2 separate regions of the Mus musculus genome follow, and region 2 is linked to region 1. The links are chromatin contacts, called in public HiChIP or PLAC-seq maps. All regions are on one chromosome and are shown on one strand. Each heading gives the region's core, a stretch centred on a gene start, on an enhancer-like site or on the middle of the called end of the contact. The rest is flanking DNA. Distances are from core to core; before and after follow the strand shown. Region 1 has its middle 7.0 kb from the start of Gm5086. Region 2 has its middle 19 kb from the start of Gm41031.

Region 1 (4,001 bases), core at 1,318-3,817:
TAGCTTCTGCATTTAACCCCCTAGTATTTCTTGCTTCCCATGTGTTTTGAGTTTCTTGGGACTCCTTTAAAACTTTGTCAGTGCCTGAGAGCCAATCCTCTGAAAAGCTGGGTGGCTGGACATGCACAGCTGGAGATAGAACGTGCTCTGGGGAAATGAGACCTTGAGGAGAGCCACTTCACACGATATGGCCCAGTGAGTGGCCAGATATGCTTAACCTCCTGATAGAAAAACAGAGCCTTCCACGCATGCTTATCATTCTGAGGAATGACATCAGTAAAGAATTTAGAAATAGAAACTATCTCGTATTTGGGTTGGGAAGAAACTAGGGGAAAGTTAGCCGCACAGCCATATGGATAACCTTAATTCTCATTTGCATCTTAATGGAAATGAATCTTCAAATGTCTGTTCCCTTCAGTCCTTGAGACAGTAAGCCTTTTGTAGCTCTCTTTAACTTAGGAAAGCCAGATTTAAGCTATAAGTGGATTTTCTCAAAGTTCACACCATCTAAAAGTATTTGAGATAAAGATATTATACGCTGATATGTTAAGCCACAATTACAGGAATCCTTAAACCCTGTGCCAGACTACATGGGTTTTGGAGTTTTTCTTAATAAAAAAAAATGTTTCTCTGACTTTAAAAGGTCATTTATACTCAAAAGAGAAATCTATTAAAAAAGAAAATAAACGAATTTCTGGAATCCTAGAACCCAAAGAAATCTACTGCCTATCTTTTCTTTGCAAACATGAATGATTATAAATATCATTATTTAGGTTTTGTAGCATTGACATATCAGGTGTCTTTTTTTGTAACTGGCACAAGCTCCTTTGAAGCACATTAGGAGGATTATTTTTCTTTGTTCATATATGTAGATTGTCAATATTTTATTGGCTATAATATCCTACTGTGTGTTGCATGAATATCCTTTAATTTAAGCTGTCCCCAAGCTTAAATTGTGCTGAGCCTTAAGCTTTACCAGTCCAAACTATGGCACTGTGACAGTTATAAAAGCAACAGACCAAGGAAGATCGCTGTGACCTTCTCTTCCTGCCCTGGTACAGGTCATACCACCTAGAACCAACTGCCAGACTCTCCTCTGAAGTGTGCCATAAAGCCCTGGTATAAGAGCTGCGCTCACTGTACCTTGAGGAGGGAGATGTCCTCCCCTCTGAAGACAAGGACACAGAAAGATTGAAAAGAGTTGGCCTTGCTAAGGTCCTCCAGTTTATTTCCAGTGGGTCACGCCCTCTGTGTCTGACTGTTTCTCTATAACTATTCACCTTGCCATCAAAAATGGGATAAAAAGACAGCAGTTTCTGTGTCTTCAGTCCTGAGAGTCCCTACATCACATAGTATATCTCTAGTTTTAAAATGCATTGTTGTCTCTTATTGTATTGTTATCCTGCCCTTTATTACAGGGTCTCAGCCGCAGCCCCCACAGTGACTAAGAGCAGCCCATGTCCTACAACGGGTCCCAGCTTTGCTAGTCTACACAATGTTACAACCATCACTAGTGGATCCAGATCTGCGGTTGCCTTTTTAGTCAGTTTCTAACTTTAAAAACTGGTCTGCTTCTTTTTTAAAGAAGACATTGTGTCATCTGTTGGAAAGAAAAGCCAGACACTTTCGGAGCTTCAAAAATTATCTAGAATTTCAATCTGATTCAAGGTACTTTTGTAGTAAAGTGGGCTGGGGTAAAATCATATTGATGTACAGATAAATAAATTTCAACCTTTATATTATACTACAAAATAATTAACTCCAGATGAAAATCATATCAAATTCTACAAGGTAACATTTTTTTAAAAAAGTCTTCACATCCTTAATGTGAGCAAATGTCAGGCATGGGAAATGCAACTCCTTAAAAGTCGGTTTAATCTGAACTTCCTTGTAATTTAAAATGCCTGCTTTTCAAAGTATGCACCTGAAGAAAGAAAAAAGAGTCTGTGTGTGGGTGAGGGTGGGGGTTGGGGTGTGTGTGGATGGAACAGGAAAACCCTGTAGGGATGGAGAGAGAGAGAGAGAGGGAAAGGAAAATGGCAGGGGGGAAAAGGAAGAGAGGGAGGAAAGAAGAGAGGAAGAGAGGAGGGAAGTCAGAAAAAAAAGAATGGGACAGACAACAATCTGATAGATTTAATGGGTAATATCTTGAAAAAAAAACATTTTCCTATAGATGTGCAAAAGGCCCATAAACCCATGGAAAAAAAGGCTCAACTACACAGATGCAAACACTAGTATGCCTGAAGAATTAAGCATGTGAATGTGCAAGCACACACACACACACACACACACACACACACACACAGATCCTAAACATGGATTGACCACCCCACTTTCTCCCTCAAAAGCCTTCTGTGATCCTCCATCACTTAGTGGAGTTCACCTAAAACCCTCCGGTCAGCATTTAAGAGCCTTACAGCTTTCTCTACTCCTCCCCCACAGAGCATCACCCCCAGGCAAATGATTTGCTCATTCTCTTCAACTGTCACGTGACCCTTCTCTTCACCTTCTTGTTGCTTAGCCTACTCAGCCCTAACATCCCAAGACCAAGGTCTGGCCACCTCTTTAGGAAGAGGCTCCTCAGTCCCTACCTTGAGCTAACCACTCCTTTCTAAAAGGTTACCCCAGCCAGCACTCCGATGATTCATTTGCTAATTACCCATCTGCTGCCGACCAGCATTTCTTCCATTAATGCTTACTTCTGTTGACTGCTTTATTGGGTTTTCATGCTTATAAATGTTTTATCTTTAATTGGAGTTTCTATTTCTTCTTTAACAGGGCAACCTTATCCTCTTTGATCTCACAAAGCATTTAAGAGTTATCCACACACACAGTAGGACCTCAGAAGATGTATATGGATTCAGTTTGTAAGCTTCTTGTTTTCTGAGATCAGGAACACTCACCACTGACAGCCAGGGCCTATTTGAGGTCATCACCTTTACATGTTTTCAGCTCCCAAGTCTTCATGATGGTTCTTAGAGCATCAAGAATGCACACATCTCCAAAATGTCTTTCTCCTGGGGCGTTTACCACTTCTGCTTTGCCTTTTGTCCCATGCACCATTATGAGGCAGATTTGGCCCTTACTTAGTATACCATTGAGTCAACTGATTATGTTTTCTGAGCCTAGAGAGTAATAGATCCTATTACAGGAAGTGAAATGAGAATTTTCTGTCTCACAAAGATCTCATTTAAAAAATTATAACTGGGAAAAGGCATCTTTATTATCTGCTTATTGATTTAGCTAGTATTGTTTATTTTTAAGTGCTTTGGGAAAGATACATGATAACTAACTGACCCATTTGTAAGAACAGGGAATCTACAGTCATGAAATAGCCATCTACATGAACTAGAAACTCTCAAACAGAGGGTTTTTCTGGCAACTGCTGAGTGACCTTTAGTCAGTAACTAAGTAGTAATTGTCTGCCTCACCCCCAGTTCATGCCTAGTCCACTTTACCTGAAAACCTCCACTCACTGATGATCATCCTAAGGAAGTTGAAATCAAGATTCTTGTCACGTGCCAGCATCTGACTCTAGGTACTGGCTTCTTCAAGCACGGTGAAGCCAAGACCTCTGAAGACCAAATTCATTGGTTCCCACTTTGCTGCGACTGCAGTATCTGACCACAAGATTTCAGGTGCTGGGCTTCCTGAGCACAGAGGTCCCACCTCATTCCTCTTTGCAGCTCTCTCCCTGTCCTTCCTTCTAACCCAAACTCGGAGCAGGTTCTGTCGTGATGTTGGTACCATTTGAGAAGACACAGTGGCATCCATGTTCTGTGTCCCGAGTGGGCATATGTGTGCTTTGTCAACACTCAGCTTCCAGGTGTCTTTCTTGTGGAGGCAGCCTCTGTTTCACTGGGAAGCTCACCTCTTATTTTCAGCCTTTGTTATTCTAGGGGAGATGACTCATCCTGACATATGATTCACAGCATCTGAAGAGACCATTGTACTGAGCATATGACTATCAGAGTCAATGAGGGAAGATTGGGGTCCTAGTG
Region 2 (3,997 bases), core at 373-2,872, 290 kb before region 1:
GACAAAGAGATCAACAAAGTTGGTGTCTAGTGAGGGCAGAATTCTCATAGATTGAATCTTCTTTTGTGGTGTGAGGTGCTAATGCGATCCTACAAATTTCTCTTAGGACAATAATTCTACTAGTGAGGGTAGGATATATCACCTTCCAAGAGGCACAAATCTCAATTCTGTTGAATAGAAAATCAATGTCAACAAATGGATTTTGAGGTGGAACAGTACTCAGACCATAGCACTCATAGAAGAGAGAAGGGCACAGGGTGGAGTGGTGGGAGGCATGGGACCTGCAGCAGAGGAATGTGGCTTGGAGTCTCTGGCCTGCCACTCATGGGTGGCCTTGAGCAGATGGTTTTAGTTCTCCAATATTCAGATTTTTTTTTTAAAATCTAAATGTTGATAGTGTAGAGGTTATAGGTGACATGATATCTACAAAAGCACTTAGCACAACAGCTCATACGGAGCCAAGGATTAATAAATAGATTTTTGAACATTATTATTATGAGGCTTAGCAATTCTAAAACAACAAAGCAAAGGACGTTTACAGAAGTTCAAAGAATGGTTGGTAAATGTCATGAAGGGGAGATCTGCAATTGGCATGGAAAGACAGCTGAGGATCACGGTTCTGAGAAGTCAGAAGGTTGGAGGAAGTCTAGGGAGGACAAGAACCAAGCTCAGGGGACAGGCAGGGACACCAGGCTGGGCAGGCTGATGTGAAAGATTTCCTGGAATAATGCTGACAGTCATAAGGAAAGCGTGAACAAGGCTCCTACTGTGGAGAGGGCGAGTGCTCTCTTCAGTAATAGGATGAGACAAGAAAGGATGCTTTAAAAATTAGTAACCAACGTTCTAAGACAAATTGCAAAATAAGTGCAAGCAATCAGAGGCCACAGGTCAGCATTGCTGCAGATGGGCCCGCTGATATGCCCCTGGTGGAAGGCAGCTTGGCTTTCCGGAGAGCACTTTGATTGCAATTGATAACAATCATTAATTTCTCTTCAAAGTACTGATCCTGGAGCACATTCATTTATAATCAAAGAGGCATAAAGAATTATGTGCATTAAACAACCCCAAACACTTGGATACAACTCAAATGTTCACTGATGATGGAATTCTGGAATATTCTAAGCACCAATACGCCCATATTGTGGGTTTTTTTTTTCAGCATTTCAATATACTGAGGTAAATTTACATGGCTGATGTGGTACTATATGTAAAAGAAGTTGGTTGGTGAGAAGTTGAGAGTTGGCAAAAGTTGTAACAGTAAATTTGAGAACTCTATGTGTGTTTCCTAATGCACAGCAAAAGATCAGGAAGAAGACAAATCTAACTTTTCATGGTTGTCTCTGGAAAGAGGGAAATGGGGAGGAAGGTGTTCATACCTGGTAGGAAATAGGCCCAAACCATGAATAAAATATTTTCAAAGGAGACATTCAAATTATTAGAAGGAAAAAAAAAAAAAAAAGACCCACCAGTTAAAAGAAATGGAAACACATAACACATACAAATTTTTTACTTGCTAGACTGAATAGATTTTTCTTTTAAACAAAGACAGCGATGCCTGTATTGGGTCGAAGTTAGTACTTGTTAGCACAGTCTGGAGGAGGGTGTTTTAAGGAACAATTTGCAGCAAGCATCACACCCTGCCTCAGCAAATTTACTCTCAGGAATATCTCCTAAGGAAATGTGCCAGCTTAGTCCTCTCTCACCCACTTCAACGGTGCTTACAGTGGGAAAACAATACAATACAGAAGAACCCCAAAGAAACCAAAGTAGCAGCCCAAACCCACAAGCAAACGCCCAGCCCTGCTCTAGAAGTCTGTTTGAAAGGATGGTAGAGGCACACACAGATGCCAAGCAGCCATTCAGAAGGGTGGGGTGCTCCGCTTACTGACCTGGAAGCACACCAGCAAACGCATTCGAGGAGAAAGATACTGGAGAACAACCACAACGAACGCTCTGTTTTGAAGATACCTGTGTAGATAAGAGGAGTTCTGGGAGCTTGACCGCCAAGTGATGTGTCTAGGTTCCTTCATTCTGCTCGCTTTTATTTGCTCAGTCTTCTAGATCAAACACGGGTCACTAGGAGAAATAAACTGAATGCTCTAAAATGTTGAGAGAATTCATCGTAGGAGCAATAGACGAAGGTTACTTCCAGTTTTGCCATGATCCGGAGAGAGTGAAGATGACTTAGATCCACTCAGGGTGTCTATGTCTCACTGCGTATTAGAAGCATCTAGGCTGGCACCAAAATACAGAGGAGACCTTTCTGGGCAGGGTGTTTGTTGGTGCTGGTCTATTGTATCTGCTGGCACGTGGCAGATACACTGAACACTGGTAACCAGACATGGGCTCAGCACTCTAGGGACCAGAGTGGACTGTGGAGAGAAAGCTGTTTGGGGTTCAGATTGTGTTTCAAGAGTGAGATTTCTAAAAACAAACAAAAAATGAGAACAGTTTAACATTCTGTCCTACTTACCATGAACTCAAAACCTGACATACCCTGTAATCATCTGAAAAAGAGTCTCAGTTGAGTAACCATCTTTTATCAGATTCGTCTGTGGGCCTGTCTGTGAGGGATTGTCCTGAGTGTCTTAATTGACAGAGGGGGGCGCCCACCCACTGTGAGTCATCGTGGTCTTTCCCCTCCACGGTGGTCCAGCCAGGGCTGTGTAAGAAAGCTGGTCAAGAATGAGCCAGGATGTCAGACAACAGGTAGTGTTTCTCCATTTTTTTCTGATCTAGATTCTTGCCTTGAGTTCCTGTTCTAACTTCCTTGGTGATGACCTATGTCCTCTCCTCTCCAAGTCACTTCTGCTCGGAGTATTCTATCACAGCAATAGAAAGGAAACTAAATACAGTCCCATGGAGTTGACTTTGGTGAGCTTTCCTTCAGCATGTATAGCTCTCAAGCCCAAAGTGCTTCGCTGAGCAGGAGAATGATGGCGTCTGTGGCTACATTGCTCAAATGGAGGCACTTCTAGCATATTCTGAATGCTGAGATGCTACAGGAGAAAGCAACCCATCTCCTCAAAGCCCCAGGGGTGAGTTAGTGCTTGGGAGCACTGCCTAGGCAGCCAGTTATAACACTACAAAGAAAGGATGGCATTTCCCACTTGAGTGAGCAGAATGGTGATTTCTACTGTGACTGTGGCGGTTTTCATGAGAATGGTCCCTGCAGGCTCATTTGTTTGAATACCTGGTCCCCAGTTGGTGTAACTGTTTGGGAAGGACTAGGAGGTGTGGCCTTGTTGGAGGAGGTGTGGCCTCGTTGGGGGAAGTGTGTCATTGGAGATGAGCTTTGAGGTTTCAGAAGATTCTCACCATTCCCAGTCTCTCCCTCTCTGCCTCTTACTCGGGTATAAGCTGGTCATGGTGTCTTATCACAGCAATAGGAAATCACCGAGGTAGAGAGTCTTTGGAGGAGTGCTTTGGTTTTAAGGCCTATTGACGCTTGCTGTTTTATTACGAGCCATATCCTAAGTGGGTGGGAGCTGACATCCCGATAATTCAGCATACCACAATAATTTCCCTTAAGGTTTTAAAAATTATGATTTGCTTTTAATTGCTACCCGTCTTCCTAAGTTTTACTCAAACAGGAAGGAAAAATTCCACATAGTCTCAGCAGGCTTTGATGCCAGAGGTTGTTAGGGCAGTTTGGGGAGAGCTCTTAAAAGGTGTCAGGTAAATACGGATGAATTTCTTCAGTACACTGTGTGCATTGATATTTCTATTCTAGATCACACCAGAGGGACTTTGAATAGCTGGGGAGGAATTCTATTGGATTTTGGCTGGGGTGGGGGTGGGGTTGATACTTCTCACTTCTTATTGGCTAAGGAAAAAAAAAATCAATGAAGCCATTATAAACAATATCAAAATATCAACCATATCTTCCATAATTAGGCACTCCTTTAAAAATAAAAGTTACCCAATCTCTCCTTTGCTTGTCTTTGACTTCATCCCAACACCGGTGGGAGGAAAGGAATTCTGGCTGCAAGCCAAA

What was found. HiChIP or PLAC-seq counts read pairs in DNA pulled down with a chosen protein or histone mark.
Region 2: an H3K27ac HiChIP or PLAC-seq map of embryonic stem cells shows a contact between it and region 1, with 7 times the contacts expected there. The contact joins two enhancer-like sites. A contact is called at or near these places in 4 of 115 datasets of contacts at active chromatin or transcription factors (embryonic stem cells and heart atrium).

The regions. Positions count from the first base shown.
Region 1 is chr13:97,550,962-97,554,962 of GRCm38.p6, reverse strand. No RefSeq gene overlaps it. Among named protein-coding and RNA genes, the nearest start is that of Gm5086, 7.0 kb to the left of the region's middle. Within about 2 kb of position 2,567, at least 16 of the 459 cell types and tissues checked have an H3K27ac peak or open chromatin away from gene starts, as enhancers often do. A contact at or near this core is called in embryonic stem cells, where this site is marked.
Region 2 is chr13:97,843,031-97,847,027 of GRCm38.p6, reverse strand. No RefSeq gene overlaps it. Among named protein-coding and RNA genes, the nearest start is that of Gm41031, 19 kb to the right of the region's middle. Within about 2 kb of position 1,622, at least 6 of the 459 cell types and tissues checked have an H3K27ac peak or open chromatin away from gene starts, as enhancers often do. A contact at or near this core is called in embryonic stem cells, where this site is marked.